Regions from separate parts of the Macaca mulatta genome. Here region 2 is linked to region 1. Evidence: chromatin contacts called from public Hi-C data. All regions are on one chromosome and are shown on one strand. Each heading gives the region's core, a stretch centred on a gene start, on an enhancer-like site or on the middle of the called end of the contact. The rest is flanking DNA. Distances are from core to core; before and after follow the strand shown. Region 1 holds the start of DMC1 (DNA meiotic recombinase 1). Region 2 holds the start of DDX17 (DEAD-box helicase 17).

The links. A called contact is a pair of places that touch in the nucleus more often than the background predicts.
Region 2: a contact with region 1 is called in a Hi-C map of liver, with 2.2 times the contacts expected there. The contact joins the promoter of DDX17 here to the promoter of DMC1 in region 1. A contact is called at or near these places in 3 of 14 Hi-C or Micro-C datasets (CD4 T cells, cortical neurons and liver).

What each region holds. Positions count from the first base shown.
Region 1 is chr10:12,961,326-12,964,259 of T2T-MMU8v2.0, reverse strand. It overlaps DMC1 (DNA meiotic recombinase 1), which reads right to left and starts at 1,354. Exons shown (of 14, transcript XM_001094012.5): 1 at 1,201-1,354.
Region 2 is chr10:13,027,611-13,030,310 of T2T-MMU8v2.0, reverse strand. It overlaps DDX17 (DEAD-box helicase 17), which reads right to left and starts at 1,251. Exons shown (of 13, transcript NM_001435961.1): 1 at 891-1,251. The coding sequence starts at 1,177.

The DNA.
Region 1 (2,934 bases), core at 105-2,604:
TTCACAGTATTTACTAGTTTCATGATTTTTTTTAAGATTTAAAAATATGGTGGGCCGGGCGCGGCGGCTCACTGCCTGTAATCCCAGCACTTTGGAAGGCCAAGAAGGGCAGATCACAAGGTCAGGAGTTCGAGACCAGCCTGGCCAAACCCCGTCTCTACTAAAAATACAAAAAAAATTAGCCGGGCATGGTGGTGGGCGCCTGTAATCCCACCTACTTGGGAGGCTGAGGCAGGAGAATCGCTTGAACCTGGGAGGCGGAGGTTGCGGTGAGCCGAGATTGCGCCACTGCACTCCAGCCTGGGCGACAGTAAGAGGCTCAGTCTCAAAAAAAAAAAAAAAAAAAAAAAAAAAAAAAAAAAATTGGTGGATCATAATATTATAGTAAGGCTGATAAGCAGTTAAAGTTTTTAACATTGTAGACCCAAAGAGAAATCTCAGGAATCCACAAGGCGTGATTGTGTTTATTACAATAAAATGCGGTACAAATAATCATTTTTCTTGGTCGATTCCATTTCCTCATTTGATACCAAAGTCAGGGGTTGGACCTTAGAACAAAGGGAACGAACTATTAATACGAAGGCAGGAGCAGGGTCCTACCACCCAGCACCTCAAACCGCAAAGGATGGAAGGCAACCGAGACCGTTCGGATGGGATCTTCGGGGACACTGTCCTTCAGATGGCTAGCTATGAGTACCCCAATTCCACATTTACTGCCCCCATCGAAGAAAAAAACATCCATTTCTTCTCCCCGTGATGAAATGAAAAGATTGTCCCCCATCTCTCAAAGAGCCGTCGATGGACTGAACGGTTGGCTTGAAGGCAGGGCTCCCCAATCCCCCGGTTTAAGACCACCCAGCTGTCCCCTCTGGTGGGGGCAGCAGCGCGGTCGGGTCGCCCTCGACGCCTCCCTCAACAGGAGGCCTGGGCAGACCCCGTGCGGCCGCCGGACATTTTCCTGACAGGGGATTCCCTGGTCAGGAGGATGAGGCGGGCTCTCCTAGACTTAGGTCCGATTAGATTGAAAATAAGGAGGTTGGAAATCCCTCAAGGTCACTAAAATTCCTCCCCAGGGGTCGGAGCGGAACGCTCAGAGTCGCTAGCCCGGGAACCCCAAAAAAAAGAGCGAGAAAGGGAAGCGCGCCTTCTCAAAACGAGCGTCCGCTCAGTCTTCGCACGCTGTCCGTTTATGCCACTTACCCCCCTCGTACCCACAGTCTCCCCGAGATTTTCAAGGTGAAGCCCCTCTGCCCCCGCCCGACCTTTCCAGTCCTCAGCTGACAGGATTCTAACTCGGGCCCAGAACGCGGAGCCTGGAAACCCGCGCGCCGTTGACCACAGGATTTGGCGCCAAATGAGGAAGGCGGGGCGAGGACCAAGGGGCCGGGGCGGGGCGCAGCCTGAGGAGGCGAGGTGAGGGTGGAAGGGCGGGGAGCGGGCGGGCCCACAGGGGGCGACGCGGGGAGGGGAGCTATGGGGGCGGGGCGAAGAAGGAGGGGCGGGGGAAGAGCGGGCTCACAGTTGGGGGAACCAGAGGGCGTGGCCTGCAGGGGGCGTAGCGAGGGGAGAGTCGGGGCAGGGCGCAGGGCGAGGGGGCGGGGCGAGGACTGAGGGGCGGGAAACCAAGAGGAGCCTCCGGCGCGTGGCGCGCTGAGGTGAGGGAGTGAGGGAGGGGCGCTGTGGAGGGAGCGCCCTGAGGAGCGGGGCCTTGAAGGGAGGAGACCGTTGAGCTGGGGCGTCCCTCGAACTGAGCACCTCGCTAAAGTCCGGGAGAGGACCCTGAGGCAAGGGTTCTGAGGAGGACGCCTTGAATCGGGGGAGGGGCGCTGAGCAGAGGTGGCTGACGTTGGCAATAGGTCTTGGTCGCGAGGGTCGCAGATGGAGCCTTGGGTTAGAAGGTCGAATCCGGGCCCCTTTCCCCCCGCCGCCGCTGCCCGTGACTTCTCTTTCGCCTCCGGGTTTTCATGCCTGGCTTCAGAGTTTGGCCGTGCTCCCTCAGCGTTCCTAATTTCCCACTTTCTGACTCTCACCATTTGCCACTCTTGTCTGTGATTGAGATACCCAAGGCCCATTCAGGATGGAGAGTAATTTTTTTCTCTGTCTTAACTTGAAGTTTTAAATAGACCACAGACGCCAAGTATATTTTGGTTCGGCTTTTAAATAGAAGTCGCAGGCCAGCCTTCGTGCCAGCAGCGCCATCGCTGGCAGCGTCCTCCTCCTCCCCTCACGCGGAGACTGACTTGAGGAGAGTCAGGAAACATTTGAGAGAGCAGCTGCCGAGGTGGAGGCTGTGATGTATCTTGGATGAATCTCTGTGCAAACAGTTCTTTGGGTTCAAGACCTAGTACAGGGCGATCCTTTTTTGTTTTTTCTGTCTGAATCATTTTGCTGGAATAAATAGCAAAACATTCCCACAATAGCAGTTGGCATTTTTGTGTAGGACGCTCCCCCGCCCCCAACAGGTGGATCGTTTCAAGATCCAACAAATAACTGCCATTGTGCTTCCAAATCTGTTATTTTCGCCCAAACATAGCCGTCCCTGTTATATGGAAATGAATGCCCATTTGGGGAAGGAACTGGATAGTGATGAAAGGCTTTCACTCTGAGGCCTCACCTAAATAATTATGGGAACTTTTGAGCAACTCGTTAGGTGAAGACATCAACAGTCTACAGAAGAGCTGCAAAGAGCACAGCAAGATGATTTAGGGAAATATAACATATGTAGTTTGGTGTAGTGACAGCTGGGAGAGAGAAATGTTCATAATATTTGAAGGTTGTGTGCAGTACACTTAAAGAAACTAAAATGAGCTGGGTAATGACAAATTCATGAAGGGAGGAGAAAGATCTTATTTGGGTATCATATTGATGGTGAGAGACAACTTTTAAAATGTTTAAAACAACAACAAACTCTGGGGCAGTTAAAAAGTGCACATG
Region 2 (2,700 bases), core at 2-2,501, 66 kb before region 1:
CATGCGCCACCAAGCCAGGTTAATTTTGTATTTTCAGTAGAGACAGGGTTTCTCCATGTTGGCCAGGCTGGTCTCGAACTCCCGACCTCTAGTGATCCGCCCGCCTCGGCCTCCCAAGGTGTTGGGATTACGGGCCTGAGGCCTGTGCCCGGCCCACAATACCAAGAACTTTCTAGCGAGGCAGAATAGTTGATGCTGCAGTCCAATTAGAAAAAAAACGCCGAAATATTAAAACTAAATTAACGACCCAAAAAAAATCCTTCCCCCAAACACGGTCATTTAGATGGCAAGCAACTCCATTGCTTTACATCCCAATGCATTTCCTTCGACTTAAAATACGACTGAAGAGGATTAAAACCTATTTTTAAAAATGAGAAGCTGGTCTTTTCGTCTCGTGTCTTAAACAGTGAACTCTGGGGAGAGAACGTCAAGGCTGCCATTTAATGTAAAGCTTTCCTGCGCTGAAGTCTTCTCTTAGGAAGATCCGTGTTTTTCCAGATGAACGCCGAGGCCTGAAGACATCAAACGGCCCGCTCCAAGCGGCCAGGCCCGAGAGCCGGGACGCCAGGCGAGGCGCCTAAGCCCGGGCCGGGGCTGCTGCGGCCAGGCCGCCCCTCCCGATCCCCCGCGGGGCTGAGACGAGGCCGGGCCGCGCCACGACTGCCTTTCGCAAAGAGAGGCCCAGCGTCGCCAAGCCGCCGCCCTCCTTGGGTCCCGAGTGACCCTGGAGCCGAGGCCCGCGCACGAAACCGCTGTCTGGCCTCGAGTCGCCTCGCCTCCCGGGGTCAGGAGCAGGACTCCCAGGCCCGCAGTCCGCTGGGCCTCCCCAGAAAGCAACTCCCCCACCCCCACCCCCACGCCAGGCCTCTCCTCTCCTCCCCCACCCTTACCCTCCACGGTCACGATCCCGGTCCCGGTCCCCAAAGCCTCCTCCGCGCATGGTCCCAAAAGGATAGAGATCTGGGAGCGGGGCACGGATGGCCGGGCTCGGGAGGGCCTGCGGCTCCGGTCTGGTGACGACCGATGGCGGCGGCGCCTCCGCTGTTGGGGCGGCGGCAGGCGCAGCGCTCTCTCGCTCCGACGCGCTGTCTCCCGTCGCAGACGCCACCGTCGCCGCCTCTCTCGTCGGAGACGGGAGCAAAACACAGAGAATCGGGGCTACAAAGCCGGCGGGCAGGTTTGGCTACGCTCAAACCGGGCAGTGCCGCGGTTTAGGCGTCTCCTTCCTTCCCAGCGACTGCACAAAATGGCGGCCGCAGCTGAGTCGGCTCCAACTTAACGCTACGTACGCCGGAGACGATACGTAAACAGCGTCTCGGAATAGCCCGAGGGCTCCGCGGGGAACTACGGGTATTCTTGGAAGCGCTTTACGTCAGTTGCGACGATCGGCGTATTTTGCGGTCTGTACAAGAAAAACAAAGTACGGAGCGAGCGTAGAGTTCTCGCGCCACCTGAACTAGAACGTGGGGTGCGGTGGGAGGAAGCGCTTCTGGTGCGACGTAACATTCTTTGCGTCGTTAGCCGGCCCGCTGTTGCGAAGATGCGCAGTATGCGTAACGCATTCTGTTTAGAGAATAGAGGATTTTTGCCTGATTCCGATCTCGGGACAGACCCCGCGGCCGGCTTGTGGAAGTTGCTTTGCAGAGACAATAACCGTCCTCCATATTGTTATCAAGTTTCAGGGCCTCCTGGTGCCAGAAGTCGGGAGGGTCTTAAGTTCCCTGGCTGGCCTTCCTACATGGGGCCGGCAGCCCTCTCGCCCCGCAGCCCTCGGCCCGCTGAGAATGGCGGCGGGCCCCGGCGCCATTTCCTTTCCGTTGCCTCTCGCTGTTCTGTCTCCGGCAGCCATGATGGATGCGCCGTGTCCCTTTCTTTCGGGAGTTTATGAGGTGGCGATGTCCGCTCCAGGTTAAAGGGTCCTCAGCTACACTTGGTTCACACCGAGGTGCATTTTCTGAACCGTGTATTTTCACCGTCTCTGGCCGAGCACAGCTGTTGCTAATACAGAAACAAAATGTGCTTGGAGGCCGGGCACGGTGGCTCAGGCTTGTAATACCAGCACTTTGGGAGGCCGAGGCGGGAGGATCACCTGAGGTCCGGAGTTCGAGACCAGCCTGGCCAAAATGGCACAACCCTGTCTCTACGAAAAATACAAAAATTAGCAGGGCATGGTGGCGGGCGCCTGTAGTCCCAGATACTTGGGAGGCTGAGGCAGGAGAATCGCTTGAACCTGGGAGTCGGAGGTCGCAGTGAGCCGAGATCCTGCCACTGCACTCCAGCCTGGAGACGGGGCGAGACCATGTTTCAAAAAAAAAAAAAAATTGGTTGGAGCCCCAGTGGACTCCGTGGGCACTTTGCTGCCGTTAAACGGCGCTCCTCAGAAGGTCCGGAGAAGACCCCAGCACTCTCGGGAGAACAAGGTTTCAGAGTAATGGTCTTTTTAGATGCGTAAAAAGTGAAAGCTAAGGACAAGTGTTTAACCAGGCTAGCCCACATTCTCCGCTCAATTCCTTCCAGACTGGCTTCCCTCTCCTTACCTGCTTCCTGTCCTCTCAAACTGCATTTTAAAGCCCCGCAATCTTGGCCAAATGGCGTCACACAACTGTTGAGCTGTTAGGGCCCTCGAGACGAGCCCATCTAACGTCTCAATTCAACAGATGGCTAGAAGCGGGGAGATGTGGCCTCTCAGTGTGGGTGCTG